Regions from separate parts of the Pan troglodytes genome. Here region 1 is linked to region 2. Evidence: chromatin contacts called from public HiChIP or PLAC-seq data. All regions are on one chromosome and are shown on one strand. The core of a region is the stretch at or near the end of the contact, and the rest is flanking DNA. Distances in the headings are between cores, read along the strand shown.

Evidence for each region. HiChIP or PLAC-seq counts read pairs in DNA pulled down with a chosen protein or histone mark.
Region 1: a contact with region 2 is called in an H3K4me3 HiChIP or PLAC-seq map of stem cell-derived excitatory neurons, with 2.8 times the contacts expected there. The contact joins the promoter of ABHD12 here to the promoter of PYGB in region 2. A contact is called at or near these places in 1 of 7 Hi-C or Micro-C datasets (stem cell-derived neural progenitor cells) and 1 of 1 datasets of contacts at active chromatin or transcription factors (stem cell-derived excitatory neurons).

The regions. Positions count from the first base shown.
Region 1 is chr21:31,924,104-31,926,803 of NHGRI_mPanTro3-v2.0_pri, forward strand. It overlaps ABHD12 (abhydrolase domain containing 12, lysophospholipase), which reads right to left and starts at 1,264. Exons shown (of 13, transcript XM_016937585.3): 1 at 885-1,264. The coding sequence starts at 1,075.
Region 2 is chr21:31,779,032-31,781,731 of NHGRI_mPanTro3-v2.0_pri, forward strand. PYGB (glycogen phosphorylase B) reads left to right here and starts at 1,449. Exons shown (of 20, transcript XM_016937584.3): 1 at 1,449-1,847. The coding sequence starts at 1,605.

The sequences.
Region 1 (2,700 bases), core at 14-2,513, 140 kb after region 2:
TCCCATCTCAGTTTTGAAAGTGGCTTTATATAAACGCATTCATCTTCTACCCAATAACCCAAAGGTTATTGAACGCCAATAACCAAACGACTCAGGACTGCGAGATGATTCCCAAGGAGGCGAACTTGTGCGGACAGATTTCAAGTACCACGAACCATCACCAGCAGAGCGAAGGACAGGTTTCCCTCCGACGGCTGCGATGCTCCGAGTCCCTCCTCCCCCTAGCACCCCGCGGCCCACTGAGCCCTTCCCCAAAGGTCCCCGAGTTCTGAGCGACGCACGCCCCCGACCCTAGTTACCGGGGAGAGCCGCCGAGGGCCCAAGGCGCCAGTAAGGCTCCGCGCACGCAGCCCAGCCCGAGGGGCGCCCGCCCGGGCGCTCGGTGTGGGGCCTGATGCAGAGCAGGAGGAGGAGGTCCGAGTGGGCCCCAGCGCTCTCAGGGTCTGGCGCCGGCCCCTCTGCCTCCCGCCTCTGCTGTGCTTGGCGTCCAGGGATCTTCCAAGGACTCCCCACCCCCTAACCCTGCTCTCCCACGCGGGGTCATGACTTCGGGCGGCGCCAAGCCCCCAGCGTAAGGGTCCCCCCGGCTTCCCCGGGAAAGGGTCGGGGTGCAAGGCTAGGCCGGGAGTGCCTGGCGATAGGGCCGGATTAGGACACAGGGGGTCAGCTGCAGGGCAGGGCGCTCCCGCCGCGGTGCCTGGGGAAGGGAGCGGGGGTGGGGCTGCCGCGGGCCAAATGCGGGACACAGGCGCGGACGGGGGCGGCCGCGGATCGGGCGGACGGCCACTCTGGGAGGGGCTGGGAGGTACAGCGGCCCCCTGCGGGACGCACCTGCGCAAAGTGAGGAACCGCCCCCCCCGCCCCCGCTCCGCGCGAAGCCTCACCTGCCCAGCGCCCGCTTCATTCCCGCGTCGGCTGCGCAGCGCGGCTCAGCCGCCGCCGGGCCCGTCAGGCGTAGGTTCTGCTTCAGGCGGCAGTCGGCGTCCAGCGCCGCGGCGGCCGAGCCGGAGGAGGACGAGCCCGCGGCGGCGCAGCGCTCATGCTCCAAGGCGACGGGCTCGGTCCGCTTCCTCATCCCGCGGCCGACAGGGCCAGCCGCCGACGGCGCCCGCTGGCCTCCGCCGCCTGCGCCGCAGTGCCGCCGCTCACAGCCGCCGCCACCCGGAGACCGGAGCCCGGAACCCGCCGCTCCTCACATCCCAGCCCAGGCCGCTGCGCCGGCTACGAACCAGCGGCGGGGGCCCGCCAGCCAGGCCAGCCAATCAGCGCCGGGCTCCCGCCGGCTCTGCCCTACCCCCCTCCCCCGGCCCCGCCCCGGCCACCTCCTCTCTAGTTCCAAGGAGCGCGCGCCCAGCATCCCTGGCGCCACCCGCAGCCATTTTGTGGGAGGGTGGGCGAAGCTGCAGCGGCGCGTCATCTGCAGGGCAGGGCTCTGGGCTCCATCCCCAGGCTGCAGCTGTGCTCGCCCGGGCGCTCGGTGTGAGGAGCACCCGCTCCCGGTCGTGCCCGAAAGGGGTGGCCCAGCGAGGCAGAGCCGCAGCGCTGGGCCCCTCGCGCTTCTGTGAACGGAAACCCAGAGGTAGCAAATAGCAGTTCCGTTCTCGTGATTCTTAATTCTTTTAAAGGACATTACCTTTAAAAGTATGCTTTCCGGTCGTCAGTTTTTAATTTGAAGTAAATGTATATACTGTTTACTTTTGGGCCGAACATCTGGAAATGAACTGCTTGAAAAATTTACTTTTTAAAAACCTGTGTTAGATTTTAGATTTTTATAAAGCAATTAAGACTACCTGATGGGAGGAAAATCCATTTCAAAGATAAATTCGCCCTTATGAAACCCAAATTTAGTACTAATTCAACCCATCCTAGAAAGAGAAAAGGAAAGAATAAAGGGCTGTTTCACAAATTTAGTTTTATAACTTTGGCTTTCTTCAATATGGCCTTAGTTTTACAGATGATCTATAACCAAGAGAGATATTTGCTTATTCCAAAGTAACGTTAGAAATTTCAGTATTTGTCACTTTGAAAACTATTGGCAATTGATAAAGGTCAATTGGAAATGCGTTTAGAAATTCAACAGCTTTTGATATTAGTGTTTTTTTTTTTTTTTTTTTTGAGACGGAGTCTCGCTGTCGCCCAGGCTGGAGTGCAGTGGCGCGATCTCGGCTCACTGCAAACTCCGCCTCCCAGGTTCACGCCAGTCTCCTGCCTCAGCCTCCCAAGTAGCTGGGACTACAGGCGCCGGCTACCATGCCCGGCTAATTTTTTTGTATTTTTAGTAGAGACAGGGTTTCACTGTGTAGCCAGGATGGTCTCGATCTCCTGATCCCGTGATCCGCCCGCCTCGGCCTCCCAAAGTGCTGGGATTACAGGCATGAGCCACCGCGCCCGGCTGCTTTTTAAATTAGTTTTGTAATGATACTTTGAAATTGCAAAATAATTTATTGACTGTATTACTAAGTGTTACAGCCTGCATTCATAATTGTGTCAATATCTCCAGATATACTTTTTAAAAACATTATGGGCCGAGCTCAGTGGCTCATGCCTGTAATCTCAGCACTTTGGGAGGCGGAGGTGGGTGGATCACTTAAGCACAGGAGATGGAGGCCAGACCAGCCTGGCCAGCATGGTGAAACTCCGTCTCTACTAAAAATACAAAAATTAGCCGGGTGTGGTGGCACAAGCCTGGGTGACAGAGCA
Region 2 (2,700 bases), core at 199-2,698:
CCAGGTGTGCACCACAGCTGGGGGATTAAACTTTACCACACCACAGCAGAAAACATATTTGCATAACTTGCTTTTTGTCTTCTTAAGCTTTCCTTGAACTCAATTCCCCAGAGTGGTAGAAGTGGTCATAGGGCACTATCATTTTTATGACTTCTGAATTGCCAGATCACCCTCAGAGAGATTGCATCAGTGTTCGGAGCTTGCAGCCAAGCTGGACCCCACAGCCCTGCCATCTGTGCCCGAAGTTCGATCTTGTTGGCTCCAGAATCCCTAGGACATAGTGCAGGAGTGAATCCCGAGCTGGAGCTGGGTGGGCTGTGGGGTCATTCCAGATTGATTAACCTCCGACCTCTGAAGTCTGCAGCTGGAAGGGGCTCCAGGTAAGAAGATAACTTTGAAGCATCACACCAGGAAACCTACTGCACCTGGACTTTCATGACATCTCCTGCGGGCAATTTTTACCTCCATGAAATTCAGTAACCTTTGCAGCCCCTTCAGCCCAAGACCACCAGGAGCAAACCTGTGGTCCCACAAAATCGGGTGTACTGACCCACTGCAATGAGGGAGCGCCTCCCAAGAACGAAGGGAAAGGCAGAGTTTGAAGGGGTTGAGGGAAGGCAGAGTTTAGGTGACCTTTACATGAAGCAGGGTTCCCACAGGCTGAGGCCAGCAGGACTGTGTTCCGCGGGGCCAAGTGCGGGAAGCTGTGTGCAGACGCCCCCTAGCTGGAGCTGCAGCCTGGATTGGGATGACAGAGGCTAAGTCTCGGTTAGTGGCTGAGCTCCCCGGCCAGACGGGCATGTTTCCTTCTCCCTGCTGTAATCTCAAAGCGGACAGCGTCTGCCGGGTGGTTTCGGGAACAGGGTTTCTCCGAGGGCTAGGGGGCTGCGGTCCCTCCGAGGCGGGGTCGTGGTGGCACTTGGCTGTGGCTGCCTCGCGCCCTCGGGAACGGGCGTCTCCAGCTCGCTGGCAGCTGGTTTTCTCCACGTCTGTCATCGGCCTGGAGTGGCAAGCAAGTAGCTGGTATTTTCAGAGCCGCCCTGCCCCGGACAGAGAAGACCGGGCCCAGCAGGCGTTGGTGGATGCCTTTCAAGCTGTAATCAGTTTCCCCGAACGTGTACCAGGTCTCGGCCACAGCCCGAGCCCAGCGCGCTCCCGCGGGGCACCTGGTGACCCGGTGCAGGGCGGGAGGGCAGGTTCCAGGAACCCGAGGGCCGGAGGGCAGGGCCCCCTTCCCGCACCGTCCCCGGGCTGGCAGGCGCGGCCACGACGGCACGCTCCGAGGCCCCGGGTCCCTTGCCCCCTCCAGTCGCTCCCACTTTCTGCCGGGCTTGCCCAACGAGGGGGCAAACACCACTCTCAGGTGGCGTGGACAGGTAGCTGCCGCCTCGGACTACACCAGCGATCTCAGCTATGAGCCTGGACGCCCGCCCCGCCCTCCCGAGGCCCCGCCCCGGCGCGGCGCGCAGGCGCGGCCCATCCCGCCCGCAGAGCCGCAGTGCCGGGCGCCAGAGCAGCGGCGCCAGAGCAGCTGCACCATCCCGGCGTTCGCGTGTGCCGCCGCTTTCCTCCTCCATCTCTTTTCCTCCGCCTCCGCCGGCGCGATGGCGAAGCCGCTGACGGACAGCGAGAAGCGGAAGCAGATCAGCGTGCGCGGCCTGGCGGGGCTAGGCGACGTGGCCGAGGTGCGGAAGAGCTTCAACCGGCACTTGCACTTCACGCTGGTCAAGGACCGCAATGTGGCCACGCCCCGCGACTACTTCTTCGCGCTGGCGCACACGGTGCGCGACCACCTCGTGGGCCGCTGGATCCGCACGCAGCAGCACTACTACGAGCGCGACCCCAAGGTGAGGCGCTGCCCCGCCCTGTGCGCCCGGGCCCGCTGAGAGGGCGCCGGTCCCGGAGCCGCGCCAGCGGGGGTCTCTGCGGGGCGGCCCGTCGGGCGTTACCCGCGCCCCTAGCCGGCCGGCGGCCAGGCACAGCCGACTGGGGAGTCGCCTGGAAGCCGCAGTCGGCGGGGGCCGGGCGTCCCCTGCGCAGGGCCGCGGCCACGGGTCCGCCCCACTGGGAGCCCGCGCCTGGCGGGGTCCGCCGTCCCCCGCAGATGATGCTGAGCCCGGGAGCCTGGCGGACGTTCCTGGTCTCTTTCTGGCCGTGCGCTTCCGCGCTGGCTGCAGAGCCCGTGCTCCCCGCCCCTGCCTCCAGCCACTCTTTGTTTTCCTGCAGCAGCCTGTGGGAGAAAATGGGACTGGAACCAGGCCTGGGCAGCCTTGTGGGTTGGAATGGGGTGAGCTCGGTAATCTGCAGGGAATTGTGAGACTTTTTTTTGTGTACGCTGCTTAGAAGAAAATCACTGAAGATGCCTGCTTCACGCAGGGAGGGGTATGAAGCTCAGAGATGGAGATGGAGCCCTCGAAGAAGGCTCTGTCCAGAGGTTCCCACACCTCCCTTGGAGAAATTTGCTTGGGTTGAAGTTGACAGAGATCATCTTACTAATTGTTACTTTTTATGTCTTGCAAAAATTTGTTTGAGTAGTGAAACGTTAAAGTCACTGATTGTCCCCGTTACTCTTAACCATGTTTACTATGGGCCTGTGTTCTTGCTGTGTTTTTGGTATTCCTAAATATACATACACATTTTTAAAAAGTGTAATGCACATACAGTTTTTTAGATTTTCTGTTTCATTCGTAAACATTTGTA